Linked DNA regions of Sus scrofa: regions 1, 2, 3 and 4 are each linked to region 5. A link is a contact called in public Hi-C and HiChIP or PLAC-seq data. All regions are on one chromosome and are shown on one strand. The core of a region is the stretch at or near the end of the contact, and the rest is flanking DNA. Distances in the headings are between cores, read along the strand shown. Region 1 has its middle 370 kb from the start of SPHKAP. Region 2 has its middle 350 kb from the start of PID1. Region 3 overlaps LOC106506390 (a long non-coding RNA gene). Region 4 has its middle 330 kb from the start of PID1. Region 5 has its middle 120 kb from the start of PID1.

Region 1 (2,700 bases), core at 75-2,574, 500 kb before region 5:
CTCAGATATGGTGTTGCTGTGGCTGTGATGTAGGCTGGCAGCTACAGCTCCCATTTGACCCCTAGCCTGGGAACCTCCATATGCCAGGGTGTAGCCCTGAAAAGACACAAAGTCAATCAATCAAAAAAATCAGTCAATCAATTGGAAGAGTTAATAAAGTATTCCTAAAGCTACACACTCCTAAGCCATCGCCCCCTAAGCCACCCCCACCAACATCCACAGCGACATTGGAGTCATCTTGACTATGGTATTATGGTATTATCTTTGGATGCCAATGAGTTAAAACTCAAGACAACTTCTTTCTCTAAGAACAGCAACACAGACATGGATATAGAGAACAGACTTGTGGTTGCCAAGGGGGAGGGATGAGGGAATGGGATAGACTGGGAGTTTGGGGTTAGGGGATGCAAATTATTACATTAAGAATGGATAAGCAATGTGGTCCTGCTGTACAGCACAGGGAACTCTATCCAATCTCTTGGGATAGAACATGATGGAAGATAATATGAGGAAAAGAATGTATATATATGTATAACTGGGTCACTGTGCTGTACAGCAGAAAAAAAAAAAAAAAAAAAAAAAAAAAGAATTGCATCCTTGCTACAGAATTGATATCCTGGCACCGTCTGGACGTTGGCCGTCCTGACTCAAATTAGGCCAATTAATGGCCATTTGGAATTAGAGCCGAGACCTAGTCCAGTTAGTCTGACATAGGCCCAAAGGGTATAGCTGAGTCTCTGAAGCTACCAGGTGACCCTGCAGTGCCTGCTGTGTACAGAGAGGGCAACACAAGCCTGTCTGCTAGGTCCAGGAGGCAGAGATAAGAGCAGAGGTGAGGCGATGACAGTTTTACAGAGTTCCTGGCCCTGGTTCCCATGCTGCCAGTGGACATTCCTGAATTCTAAGAGATAACCTTGCTTCCTTTTAAGGAGTTCCCATCTCATAGTCAGCCAGCTAGCTGGTTTCTGTTATTTGCACGTCTTGACTAAGATTCTCAGGATACATTTTCTCAAATGCTAAAATATAAAGTATGTAATGTTTATAGCACAGTGCAGGTTTTTTTTTTTTTTTCTGTAAACCTTCACACAATTTCACATTCCTTCTGTGAGAAAAACTGTTTCAAGTTTCAAATACTGACTCATATGTATTTTGAAAAACTTGCCTTTGAAATATGAGGACAACCTGTACTGCTTTTACTATTTCCTATTTCCCTTTTAAACAAGTACAAATACTTTTTTTTTTTTAACTTCTTAAAATGACACAAGAGAGAGACCTAATAATGTTTCTACCTAATCTGGCAGCATAACTTGGATTGACTCAGATTCTTTCTGACTCAACTGGTGTTTTTTAAAAGCCATTAAAAACAGTAGTTAAAATGTCTTTAGAAAGGGGAACAAAGAAGCAAAGTCAAATTCATTGGGATTTGAGAAGATCACTCCACCTTTTTCTCTAGTTTCATGACTATAAAACTTTCAAAATAAAAAATGTTCAGTCTGGAGATTTTTTTTTAAACTGCTTATTTCTTCACAAATTGACCCAGAGTTCCCAGCAGGATGGAGCTCCTGGGTGAGTAATTTCCAGTTAGGTAATTTAGCTGAAGGGCTGCATTCTTTGCATGCTTCCCTGGTTCTCTGGTTATCCACTTGCTAAGGCTCTTGTTTTCAACTCCGTGAAGCCCTTCATTCCAGCAGCATTCCAGCCTTACAGCCAGGAGGCTGGTGGAGCCATGTCACTTCTTCTGGCTGAGCAGCCAGGGTTCTGCATGGCCACAAGCTGAGCCCAGAGATGTGCACTCATGTGAAATGTTTATTTAATTTTATGATTTCGATTCATTTCCTGCTCCGGTAAAGTTACCAAGCTGTTTGCTGGAATATAAAAGTATACAGGAGCCTTCCAATAATGAAGTAATTAATATTTGGTACAAAAGTCTCAAAAGTGTTCCAGGGACTAGTCAGAAAGGAACATTCACATTGCAGGCAGAGACCCATCAGCTCTGGCTAACAGCACTTGAGCAAAATACTGGGTTTTTGAAAGAGCTTTCAAAAGACTCAGGGATAAAAGACTCCTTGAAAAAAATACATTTTATGAAAACAAAAATCAAAATGAAACAAAAAGCTATTGATTTCATTCATTTAGTGAGATAGATAGAAAGATCTATGTGCAAGTATATATTTTATATATTTTAATACCCCACTACTAAAGTCCTAACCCTGTTTAAGCAGTTATACAACCTAAAGATCATTCCAGATCAGCCCTTCAACTGCCTTCTTTTTATTATAAACTGTGTTAGTTTTTTATAGAAACAAAGAAAATAACACTTCATAATTTTACCTCACAAGCATCTTCCTTACTACTAACAATGAAAGTAAAGCAGTAGGGAGCTAGAAATACACATTTAGCAGTGAAGCGCAAAATAAAAAATGGAAACTCCCTATCCATTGGCACTCTTGCATCCCAAAAGCAACGCGAAAGTTTTACATCTGAAACTAATACATTGTAAGTCAATTATATTCCAGTAAATTTTTTTAAAAAGTTAACACATATGAGCAGACTGACAAACAAGAACACCTTTAAAAAAAGAAAAGCAAGCTACCTTTTTCAAAATTTAATAATATATCTTCCATCTTTCCATGTTACAAATTATGAATGGTTTTCACTATCATCCTTTGAAAACATAATACATGTTAGACCGAGTCATCT
Region 2 (2,700 bases), core at 29-2,528, 470 kb before region 5:
TGAAGCAAAAAAATCTAAACACACAAACACACACACAGATAGCTATGCATCATCCATTTCCCCTTCCAATTTCTACTTTCTTTTTGTCTTTTCTTTTTCTTTTCTTTTTCTTTTTTTTTTTTTTTTTTTTTTTTTTGAGGCAAGAGGGGACATGTGCACTATTTATTTTTTGTGCTTGGTCTTCCCTGGCTGGTTTCATTATTGAAAGCTGTATTGTTTTAAAATCATTCACACAGAGAGGATATTCAAAAAGGGGAAACTAATAACTATAAAAAGCAAGACACAGATTCAGTTTATTTAAGTGGGCTGGTATTTGGTTTCAAAAAAAGAAAAAGTGGAGCTCCTCCAAGTTTATCAGCCTGGGAAAGAAAATGTAATTTTGGGGGAGTTTCAAAAGCAGGGCTTTTCCTGTAGACAGCTCTAAATAATATTAGTGCTAGGGGTCAGAAGAACTAGATAAAACTGAAAGGGAAGAACAAGAGAGCACCAATAGCCTGTATCAGTTTCAGGTGAGATGGAAATATACGAGTAAAATATTATGCTAAGTCATGGCTAGCTAATACAGATTTTGAAATGGAAAAAATGTGGAAGTATTAATTAGATCACAGTAATATTTCTTGGAAAAGGTGTTATACATTTTTCATATTTACAGTGCATTGTATTTATTGTATAAAATGGTGGCTATCTACTTAGAACACAAATATTTAGACTTTAAATAATAAAGAAAATAGCTATACCTATATAAAATAGATAATCAACAAGAACCTACTGTATTGCTCAGGGAATTCCACTCAATAGTCTGTCATAAACCGTATAGGAAAAGAATCTGAATAAGAATGTATAACCGAATCACTTTGCTATACTCCTGGGACTGATACAGCATTGTATATTAACTACACTCCACTATAAAATAAAAATTTTTTAAAACCTCATTGGGATACTTCAGTCTAATGAATAAAGCCTCAAATTTTTAGGCATTACAGCAACATTAATTTTTAGTTTTCCCCTGAGTTCGAGTGTAAGAAAACAACCAGTTCCCTTTGAGCTATAAAACCATACGTGTAAGCAGTTGGTGAGGGGACACATCTCTGTTTTTGCACATGTGGTGAATAGACAGACTCCTGTCATTATTCACACTGCTTTCAGCCAGGACCACGGAAGGACTTGCCCTCAGGCCAAGCTCAGCTCCAGCAAAATTTGTATATTCAAGATGAGCAGAGGCTGAATAGACTATGAGAGGAAGGCACATGCTGCGGCACCTGTTTCCGACTGTCTGGACACCCAGCCTTCCAAGGGCATTTGCCAGACATGTGGAAATATTAACCCAACCAAGATTTACTGCCTGTCCCTCCTTGCTGTCTGCGGCACACCTCTTCCATGAGGCAGGTCTGTTTTCTGACTTTCGGGCTGTCTGATGACCAGAAGAGAAGCGAAGAAGAAACAAGAAAAGAACCAAAGGCTCCAGACTGGTTTTTAATCAAGGGGAAATATCCATTCCTCATTTGATCCGAGGAGAGAAATTTTCAAGAGGGGAAAAAAAAAAATGAAACAACTGCTATCTTTACAATATCTCTCGCAAGACTTCGTTTGTCGTCCTTTGAAGAGGCTCTATTTCCTTATTTGCCAAATTGGCCTATTTTAAGGGCTCTTTGCTGAGTCCCTAAAAGAACAGAATGTCTTGTTCATTTACATACAGTAAACAGATGTTTCCTCCAAACAGCACAAAATTGGGAAATAATTCTGAAACTCAATCCATTCACTGAAGCTTTGAAAACCCTGGCTAACAAGAATTCCCCAAAGGATGAACTGCCTGTTGTTTATATGAGCAGATTATGTTATAAAAACATGTTTATGAAAGGCCATTCATCTTTTGTTTCCTGCATACTGAGTTTCAGTTTAACTACAATTTCAGAGACCAGCATTATGGGCTTCTATTATTTATCTATTTGTGTTGTGATAAAACTGGGATTCATAAACAGACAGGCCGTATACATATCAAACTTACTTTATTGTCTTGGTTCAGTTCTACTTCAGAAGTTGAAAATCAAATCCGAAAGAGAAAGATTGTCTTCCAGAGGTCATTGTTTAATCTTCATTCATCTGGCAGAGATCATTTTCTCTCTGTGCCTTTCATTCTAGAAATTAGGCAGAAGAAAAAGGATTCTTCCAACTGTTCTGGGATTCTCTTTCTTTTGCTTTTTTTTTTTTTTTTTCATTTCCATCAGTTGTTTTGGCAAGTCAGCTACATGAGTACTCTCTCAATTCCAAATGGAACAATCGTTTGTACTTTGATGTTGAACATCAGCAGATTCTAAAGTAATAAGTAGCAATGGACATACAACAGTACTCTGGGTAGTAATTGCTCAGATCTCTGTAGGTTTTGTGTTGTTTTTTCACAGACTAGCAAACTGGGTTGTGCAAAGTCTCGCAAACCTGGAAGAGAAAACTAATTGTCAAACTAAGCAAGCATCCTGAAACTCCTCTGTCCCCACTCCATCTCTGACTCCCTATCAGAGGAAGAAGACAAATCCTGGAATAATTCTAAAATAAGAGCCCAAAAGGGAATTCCCGTAGTGGCTCGGTGGTTAACAAAACTGACTAGCATGCATGAGGATTTAGGTTTGATCCCTGGCCTTGCTCAGTGAGTTAAGGATCTGGCATTGCTGTGAGCTGTGGTGTAGGTTGCAGACACCGCTCAGA
Region 3 (2,749 bases), core at 75-2,574, 360 kb before region 5:
GCTGTTTACACACAGAGAGAAGGCTTGGGCCAAATGGCCCTGCACAGCATGTCAGCTTTCCCTCAGTAGCACACAGCCAGCACAGAACCGGGTCTAGAGTAGACAATGAGTAAACACCACCCAGGTGCCAGGAAGCTCAGTACCCAACTTGAAGTTTGTCACACTAACTCCCTTAACCTTTAAGTTGACTTACTTGGATCTCACTTTCTGTCTCTATTCTATTTATCTTAAAATTATTTCCCATGTTGTAAACGTCAGACAATTTTGGCATAAAAGTCTGTTCATAGTTAGCATATACAAATACATAGTTTTAAATGTTTGTTTACCAGAGCATTTCCATAAAATGGAACAAGAACATTCGTTGCTCTCATCAGGCATCAACACTCAGGCGGTCCACGCAACCTGGTGATGTCACTTACCTATAAAGGTCTGCAATTTGCTATTTTCAACCAAAGCATTGTATTGATTTCCAGCGTTTGTGAAATAGAAAATCAATTCACCTCCCGGAATGTGAACTCTGAGCTAAATCTTCAACCAGTGTGCTCCTTAAAACTTCACTTGGAAATGGTGATCACTTTCTTAAACCCCTGCAACATAACAGGATCCTACCTTAATGCAAAGGTTGAAAGGTAAAGAAGGATTGGCAGTGATATTTCTGAACTGCTTAAGCATCGGCAGCCAGCTGAGTTTCATGCATTTCTCAGGCTGCTGAATAACATCTTTGTATGCACTAAGAAAGCACGCCTAATGTTTTTCACCTAAGGGAGATAAAGGCCGTTTGTGAGTTCTGCTGTGAATGAGGCTGAACTCAATACTTGTTTATATCCTGAGATTGTTCACCAAGCTGGAAATGTACCAGTTATGTGGGAGCAGTAGAAGCTGGAGCTGTACTCTATGTGCTGTTAGCTCAGGTCGATTATAACTTCTTTAAAACTGCTCAGTCAACTTCTGCTAACTGTAGCATATATCTCTGTGACAGATGTGTCATCTTTTGTTTACACTGCACTTTCTCCCAAAGCCTAAAGATAGTAAATTCTGCCCTGAATAATTATAAATATGCCTTCCCTTAGGCTATGACTGAGACCTCAGGATATCCATTTTTTCTCCCTCCTTGTTAGAGGGAGTTGCCATACAACTAAACCGAATGTTCCTTTCATTTTCTATGAATGAGTTTACTTCACATCTCTGCGGGCACATAAATACCTAGGTCTTTGCCTATCTGGCTAGTCGAGGCAGCACTGCACTTTCATCAGCCAAGTGGAAGCTTCAGGAACAGGCTGGGGCAGAATCACTATATGTAGAGCTTTGTAATTTCCCTGTTGTCCTCATTCTACTTCCTAACCACCAAGAGGCTTCTTCCAGAACCCGTTCAGACTTGCATCATCTAGTTCATTCCTTCCTCTTTTAAACTTACCAGTCTTCTTTCTCATTCTCTCTCAGGCTTACTAGATATTAGTGACTCATTCCATTCTGGTCTCATTCCTTTTACAAAAGGAATTAGATGCTTGTTGACTATACCAGAGGAAAATCCTGCAAGTTGCTTTCTAATAGCATGGAAACCACTAAAACATTAGAATCCCTGCACTACGGATATAGAAAAAGACCTCAGAAATTGTATATTCTCCACATCCCTTAGATAAGGAAACGGATGCTCAAAGAGGCCACCTAATGGCAGTCCTGCTGGAGATCCACCTTGTGGCTCAGTGGATCAAGAGCCTGTCTTAGTGTCCACGAGGATGCAGGTTTGATCCATGGCTTTGCTCGGTGGGCTAATGATGGGGTGTTGCCACAAGCTGTATAGGCTGCAGATGTGGCTCGGATCCAGCATTGCCATGGCTGTGGCTGTGTCATAGGCCTGAAGCTGCAGCTCTGACTCGACTCCTAGCCTGGGAAACATTTTTTTAAATAAATAAATTTTTTTAATTGTAAAGAAATAATTTGGAAAAAGAGGCCACCTAATGTGACAGGGCTATGTAGTTGAAGACCTGGCGCCAGTACACTCAGGTTTCCTTTCCGTCCCATACGAATTGGCAGGCCTCAAATCTTCAGTAGTTTTTGAGGCTTTCAACTGCAAGGTAATCCAAAAGAGAATCCTTGTTCTTTGAGTCTTTGGCATATGTCTGTCAGCTAATAAAAGGAATAATGTAAAAATAAGGGATATGTTTATATTTAGATGTTTGCTTCTACAACAGACTATTGGATAATAAAGAACACTAGATATGGACCGTAAGATAAAAGCTGTCATGGATCTTCTTCTGGGAGAACAGGACTGTGGGCAGCAGAGTCCTGGCCCGTCATTGAGAGGTGTCAGACGAAGGTATTTACACTGTGGGTCATCCTCTTATATTTTAACCAGATAAAATCTGCTTAAAATAACTGACATGTTCATTTTGGAAAAGAGAATGTGTTGCTCTGTCGAAGCATCAACACTAAGGCTGTCCATTCAGTCCTAAGAAATTGTTCCGCTGTGATAGTCACAATTTGCATTTCTATGAGGGTGAACTGGAGGAGGAAATATCACAAAAATATAAAAAAAAAGTTTAGCTGCTTCTTGAGAAGGGCCGAAGAGCATCAATATAAGAACATAGATTTTTTTGGTATTACATCGACCTGATTTTGAGTTCCGGTTGTGCCATTTATTAACTAAGACATCTTTGGAAATGTCCCTCTTTAGGGTTTCCTCGCTGATGAAAGAGCCAGCATAATGAAAAGCACTTCACAGAGGTTTTATGAAGATAAATGAGATAAT
Region 4 (2,700 bases), core at 70-2,569, 440 kb before region 5:
GCTCTGTCCTTTCCAGAGGTGGCTCTCAAGGCTGGTTCCTCTGTTGCCACTCTGAACTCTTTGCTCCTCCACACACTTAGAAACATTCATAAATGCCTTGCTAGGTCTTGATAGGATAAATGCCCTAACATGTTGGTTTCCCCTCTTCCTTCTAACTCCAGCCCTCAGGATGAGGAAGGCCTAGGAAAGAAGAACCTCCTCACTCAAAACCCTCATCGAAATAGAACTGTGGGAGTTTCCACTGTGGTGCAGTGGGTAAAGTATCTGACAGCAGCAGCTTGGGTCACTGTGGAGGCATGTGTTCAATTCCCAGCAGGGCTCAGTGGGTTAAAGTATCCTGTATTGCCGCAGCTGTGGCATAGGTCACAGCTGTGGCTGGTATTTAGTCCCTGGCCCAGGAATGTCTGTATGCTGTGGGTGAAGTATGATAATACTTGTTACTGTAAATGGGGTTCGAAAAGAGATTAGCCTTTTCCATGTCATTTAACACATTTCCCTATTATCATTTGAGACACTGTATAGGAAGGTACATAGGACACTACTGAGAAAGAAACTGCCTTCTAGTGATTCTAGGAATCACTGTTTCAAAAGGATAAGGGGAAAACTGGCATCGAAAGCCCCTCTTTGACCACGGTCAAGTTGAAAGATCCTGGCTGGAAGCCCTTGCCTGAACACGTCCTGAACTCAGCAGGGCTGCTTTGATTAGTGGCCACTCATCTTGTTTTCCACTCTCTCATCCAAACTCTAGACCTCCCTGTTAGGTGAAAGTCCAGCTCCAGTGATGACCTTGGCTGAAGAGTTTCCAAATGACTTAAATGGCTTCAATGTTATTGGCCAAGAAGCCTGAGCTGTTACGACTCAGTAATCTCACTTACGCCATGAAAGCTGGGCTTGCTGGCTCAATAAAGAGAGACTCGTATTTGGGCAGAATTGTAAAAATCATCATCACATTCCTCAAAGGGCTTAAACCCAATTATGCATGCCTTCTAGTGCCATTACTTAGTTCACTTTCCAGAGCATGTTCAGCTAGGCATGAGAATTTTGTCTGCGTTCTAAAAATGGAACATGAGAAAGTCTTAAAAGGTCCATATTTCATATTAATACCAAATTACATATCGAGTTTTTTTTTTTTTTCCTTAGCTTAGAAAGAACTGGTGATGAAGGTTAACGATTTAATTAAGCCCACTGCCCACACCCGCACCCACGCTAAGAAAGCTGGCCAGCAATGGAGGCTGACACGGCTCCCAGCAGACCCTGGAAGGGAGGCATTCACAGAACAGCAGCTTGGATTTTTCAGTTGATGACAGTTTTATTATTGCATTTTGAACTAATGTCATGAGCTCATGGAGTTGCCGTTCCTCTGACTGATAAGACGCAAGCACAGTCTGTGCTGTGGAACAAGAGAACTGCACGCAATCCATAAGGGAACCAAAGTCTTCTCTTTGACAAGAACAAAGGTTTCATTCCCTAATTGCTTCACTCTTAACCTAGCAGTCTAGGGTTAAGGCCATTTCGTAGCCAATGCTGTGTTCAGGGACAGCAGACATGGCTTAGGCACTGGTCCTCTCTTCTCCCCAGCATGCAGTGGCATAGCTCGGCACATATCTGATGTGTGAGTGGTAGAAAGCAACTGGAGTGCGAACCCTCTTTCCACTACTCGCCTGGTATGTAATCATCAGCTAGTTCACTTATACACTTACCCCATTCATTCCTCCAACTTCTTCTTATATTCCTTTTGTTACTAAGCCCTTGAGATACATCACTGAACAAAATAGATAGAGATTTCTGGCTTCGTGGGGATTACATTCTTGGGAAGTAGAACGTAATGAGAAACATAATGTATGAATTACATAATTTGTAAAGATGGGAGAAGCTGAAGAATAAAAAAGAAAACCAGAATAGGTAATGGCAGGAAGGGGAACAGGGTAGACAAGTGGCACTTTTAAAACAAGAAGGTAGGTTAGATGCGATTGAGAAAGTGCCCATTGGGCAGAAACACAGAAAGTAATAGCTGTAGGCAGCAGACATCTAGGATAGCAGTCTGCACAAGGAACCCAAGGAAACAGCTGGAGTGGCAGAGCAGGGTGATCCAGGAGGGAGAAGACACAGTCTGAGAAAGGACGATAGCCAGAGCATGTTACACAGGCCGTCATTCTTTGGGGATGGCAACATGAATCAATTTTGTCCTCAGATTCTTTTTTTTTTTTTGGCTTTTCTAGGGCTGCACCCGAGGCACATGGGGGTTCTCAGGCTAGGGATCTAATCGGAGCTGCAGCCACTGGCCTACGCCAGAGCCACAGCAACTCAGGATTCAAGCTGCATCTGTGACTTTCACCACAGTTCATAGCAACACCAGATCCTTAACCCACTGAACAAGGCCAGGGATCGAACCAAAACCTCATGGTTCCTAGTCAGATTTGTTAATCACTGAGCCAGGACTGGAACTCCAGTCTCTTGTTCTGATGCACAAAAACTTCTGTTTGTTCTGATGCACCCAGTCAGTACAACTGCATGCCAGAGCTTTCTTTGAGGGACCCCTCAAGACCCTAAATTCTAGCTCCTTGACTCATGCGCAGGGTCATAAACGAGCTTTGCCCCTTACGACTTTCCACACTTTCACTGCCATAACAGACCACCCTGGCCAGACTAGATGAGTTTCCCCTTCTCCAAGAAACCTAGTTTCCAGGTGGCCTCTTCACC
Region 5 (2,700 bases), core at 163-2,662:
AGGCTTGGAAAGGGGCTATGGGGCATCTTTTTTCTGCTAAAAGCAATGTCCCCTGTGGGTTAATCCTCAGTATATGAGAACTCACAGGCAAAGGCTGGCCTTTCCTAGCATCTGAGAGACAGTCTGTGTTTGGCAACTTCGAATTTTCATTGAAAAACCAAGCCAGCCAGGGCTCCCGGCCCCCACTGTCCCAAGTCTTCAGATGCCCTCAGCCTTCAGGGGTGCTGTATTTTACCACCTAAAGGCTTCTTCAAAGTTTACTATGTAACAATGTGGCTCTGAGCCTCCCGAAATTTAACTGCAGGATTCAGTGGATTTTTTTTTTTTTTTTTTTTTTTCTGGCAGCATAGCTGCTCTGCCTCCTGAGAAGATTTTTGAGCAAAAGCAGTCATCAAACCTTGCAGTCAGGGTAATACCGGGGTCCCAAGGGTCAGGATATAGCCCCTCTCTGAAAATGCCCCTCTTTTCTCACTTTGACCCCTTTCCCATCTCCCTAGCTTCAGAGTCCACACGAAAGACAGTTGGGCATGTCAGTTGATATCAGTGGAAAACTTTTAATGGGATAACCCAGGGCCTGACTCTTCATGGCTGAACCTAACTTTTGATTTTCAAATATCTGGGGGGAGCTTGGGTTCAGGGGAGATGAAGGAAGGGGGCCGACGAATGGAGAAAAATAAAATAAGCAGCATACCACCGACCAAGCCAAACCAAGCTTGATATTTCCAAATTATATTGGCAAACAGATGCTTTCACAAATCATTTGTTCTGTCTTTCCTGGAGACAAAAAGAAAAAAAATAATAATAATCTGGATGCAAAAATCCTAACCCCAGACCAGTCAATTTGTGTCCGTGGAATGCAACCTAAAATTGCTGGTCAGAGAGTCCAACCTCACATATACCAACAGGCGCGCAGTAACCCCAAAGCCAAAAGTTGTGACGCCCGAGGCAATGCATTTGTCAGTTTCATCAACCTCCCCACCCTCACCCCGGCCCCTGGGTTAAGCTCACAGCACCAGGTTCTAATCCTTGTATTCTACACCACTGCTTGGGGGCAAATCCTTGCAAGTGGCCAGGGGTGTCACCTCTGCTCCTGAGGCCGAGCACCTCCTCCTCCAGGCTGGCCCCCGGCCGCCCGGTGCCCCTTACCTGCAGGCGCTCCGTGGCCGGCTGCCACATCTTCCAGCCGAGGGATTTGGCAGAGGAGACGCTGGCGAGACTCGTCGATCGCGCCAGAGGGCGAGGGGCCGCGGTCCCGCTTCACATCTGGGGTGGGTGTCCGCGGGATGTGCGTCCCAGAGCCCGGCGACCGCCGCGGGGTGGGCGCGGGGGACTGCGAGCCGGAGCAGGCGGCGCGGCGCTCGGCTGCCGGCAACTTGTGGGCACGGCCGCGCGCCGGCTGTCCTGGCGCAGCTGCGAGAGGACTGCGCAGCTCCGCCCGGGCCCGCGAGCGCACGGCGGCGGCGGGGACCGCTCCCTCCTCCTCCCCCGCCGCCGCCGCCGCCCGGACCTGCGCGCTCTGAGCATGCCCGGGGCCAGCGCCCGCCGGGGAGCCCGCATCCCCGGCTGCCAGGGACCCCCTCATCCCGCCCAGGGGAGTGTGGGGAGGCCAGCACCGACTGCCCCGCTCCTCGAGGGACTCTGGGGTCGGATGGGGTCTGGGAGAGGGGAGGGCCTGGAGAGGGGGGCTTCCCAAAGCCAGAACAGCTAGTCCCTGGGGTCCCAGGCTTCAGGTCAGCGGGGGTCTCTGAATGGCCTGAGTCTTGACTGGCATGGTGCTGGGCCACAGAATGTCATGCATTAGCCCCCAGTGGAGTTAACTGAGCACCTATTATGCTCCAGCCCCTGTGCTGGATTCTGAGGATACAGCAGCGCAGAATAGAGGGCAAGAGAGTGTTCCTTCTGCCCTGCGCTCCGTTCTAGTTGGGGAGACAGTCAAGGATGGAGAAAACGCCTGAAAGGGCCGTAGGTCAGGCGGTGAGAAATGCTGCAAAGAAAATAAAAGAGGGCCGCGGGGTGGGGGGAGGAGAGAAGCTTCTTAGGTGGGCGGATGTCTAGAGAAAGAAGGGAAGATGACGGACCAATGAGGCAGCTGCGGACTGGAGTGTCTGTCCCTGGGTGAGGAGGGCAGCATAAGATCCCCCATCCTCATCCATCCTGAGATCTGCCAGGTGGCTCAGGAAGCTCTGCGAGCCCAAAGATAAGCCAAGGGCCACCCTGGGCTCCCAGGTGTAGAAGGTAGTATTGGCCACTGTGCAATAACTACCTTTCCTAAACAAGCCCAGTAGCTCCCAACCTCTGAGAGAAGTAACCGCGGAGAGAAGTAACATTCCCATCGTTTGGATCCAGCAGATCAGGCTTGCAGAGCTTAGAGGATGGTTCAGGTCACACAGTCTGTGAGTGGATTCAAGAGTACACATTCTGGAGTTCCTATTGTGGCTCAGTGGAAAAGAATCTGACTACCATCCATGAGGATGCAGGTTTGATCCCTAGCCTCACTCAGTGGGTTAATGATCCAGCATTGCCGTGAGCTGTGGTGTAGGCCAGCAGCTACAGCTCCGATTGGACCCCTAGCCTGGGAACCTCCATATGCGCAGGTGCGGCCTTAAAAAAAATTTTTTTTAAAAAAAAGAGAGAGTACACACTCCGATGACTCAGAGGCTCTGACAGTGGAGGCACCAGGAGGAAAGGGCAACCGCCTGG

What was found. Hi-C and Micro-C count contacts between places; a contact is called where the count stands out from the background. HiChIP or PLAC-seq counts read pairs in DNA pulled down with a chosen protein or histone mark.
Region 1: a Hi-C map of embryonic fibroblasts shows a contact between it and region 5, with 4 times the contacts expected there. The contact joins two enhancer-like sites. A contact is called at or near these places in 2 of 47 Hi-C or Micro-C datasets (embryonic fibroblasts and heart right ventricle).
Region 2: an H3K27ac HiChIP or PLAC-seq map of skeletal muscle shows a contact between it and region 5, with 12 times the contacts expected there. The contact joins two enhancer-like sites. A contact is called at or near these places in 1 of 47 Hi-C or Micro-C datasets (embryonic fibroblasts) and 1 of 2 datasets of contacts at active chromatin or transcription factors (skeletal muscle).
Region 3: a Hi-C map of omental adipose tissue shows a contact between it and region 5, with 2.1 times the contacts expected there. The contact joins two enhancer-like sites. A contact is called at or near these places in 5 of 47 Hi-C or Micro-C datasets (liver, omental adipose tissue and skeletal muscle) and 1 of 2 datasets of contacts at active chromatin or transcription factors (skeletal muscle).
Region 4: an H3K27ac HiChIP or PLAC-seq map of skeletal muscle shows a contact between it and region 5, with 11 times the contacts expected there. The contact joins two enhancer-like sites. A contact is called at or near these places in 2 of 47 Hi-C or Micro-C datasets (embryonic fibroblasts and heart right ventricle) and 1 of 2 datasets of contacts at active chromatin or transcription factors (skeletal muscle).

What each region holds. Positions count from the first base shown.
Region 1 is chr15:129,830,272-129,832,971 of Sscrofa11.1, forward strand. No RefSeq gene overlaps it. Among named protein-coding and RNA genes, the nearest start is that of SPHKAP, 370 kb to the left of the region's middle. Within about 2 kb of position 1,325, at least 21 of the 83 cell types and tissues checked have an H3K27ac peak or open chromatin away from gene starts, as enhancers often do.
Region 2 is chr15:129,862,088-129,864,787 of Sscrofa11.1, forward strand. No RefSeq gene overlaps it. Among named protein-coding and RNA genes, the nearest start is that of PID1, 350 kb to the right of the region's middle. Within about 2 kb of position 1,279, at least 13 of the 83 cell types and tissues checked have an H3K27ac peak or open chromatin away from gene starts, as enhancers often do. A contact at or near this core is called in skeletal muscle, where this site is marked.
Region 3 is chr15:129,968,272-129,971,020 of Sscrofa11.1, forward strand. It overlaps LOC106506390 (a long non-coding RNA gene), which reads right to left. Exons shown (of 6, transcript XR_002339119.1): 4 at 420-587. Among named protein-coding and RNA genes, the nearest start is that of PID1, 250 kb to the right of the region's middle. Within about 2 kb of position 1,325, at least 8 of the 83 cell types and tissues checked have an H3K27ac peak or open chromatin away from gene starts, as enhancers often do. A contact at or near this core is called in omental adipose tissue, where this site is marked.
Region 4 is chr15:129,887,037-129,889,736 of Sscrofa11.1, forward strand. No RefSeq gene overlaps it. Among named protein-coding and RNA genes, the nearest start is that of PID1, 330 kb to the right of the region's middle. Within about 2 kb of position 1,320, at least 18 of the 83 cell types and tissues checked have an H3K27ac peak or open chromatin away from gene starts, as enhancers often do. A contact at or near this core is called in skeletal muscle, where this site is marked.
Region 5 is chr15:130,331,234-130,333,933 of Sscrofa11.1, forward strand. No RefSeq gene overlaps it. Among named protein-coding and RNA genes, the nearest start is that of PID1, 120 kb to the left of the region's middle. Within about 2 kb of position 1,413, at least 30 of the 83 cell types and tissues checked have an H3K27ac peak or open chromatin away from gene starts, as enhancers often do. A contact at or near this core is called in omental adipose tissue and skeletal muscle, where this site is marked.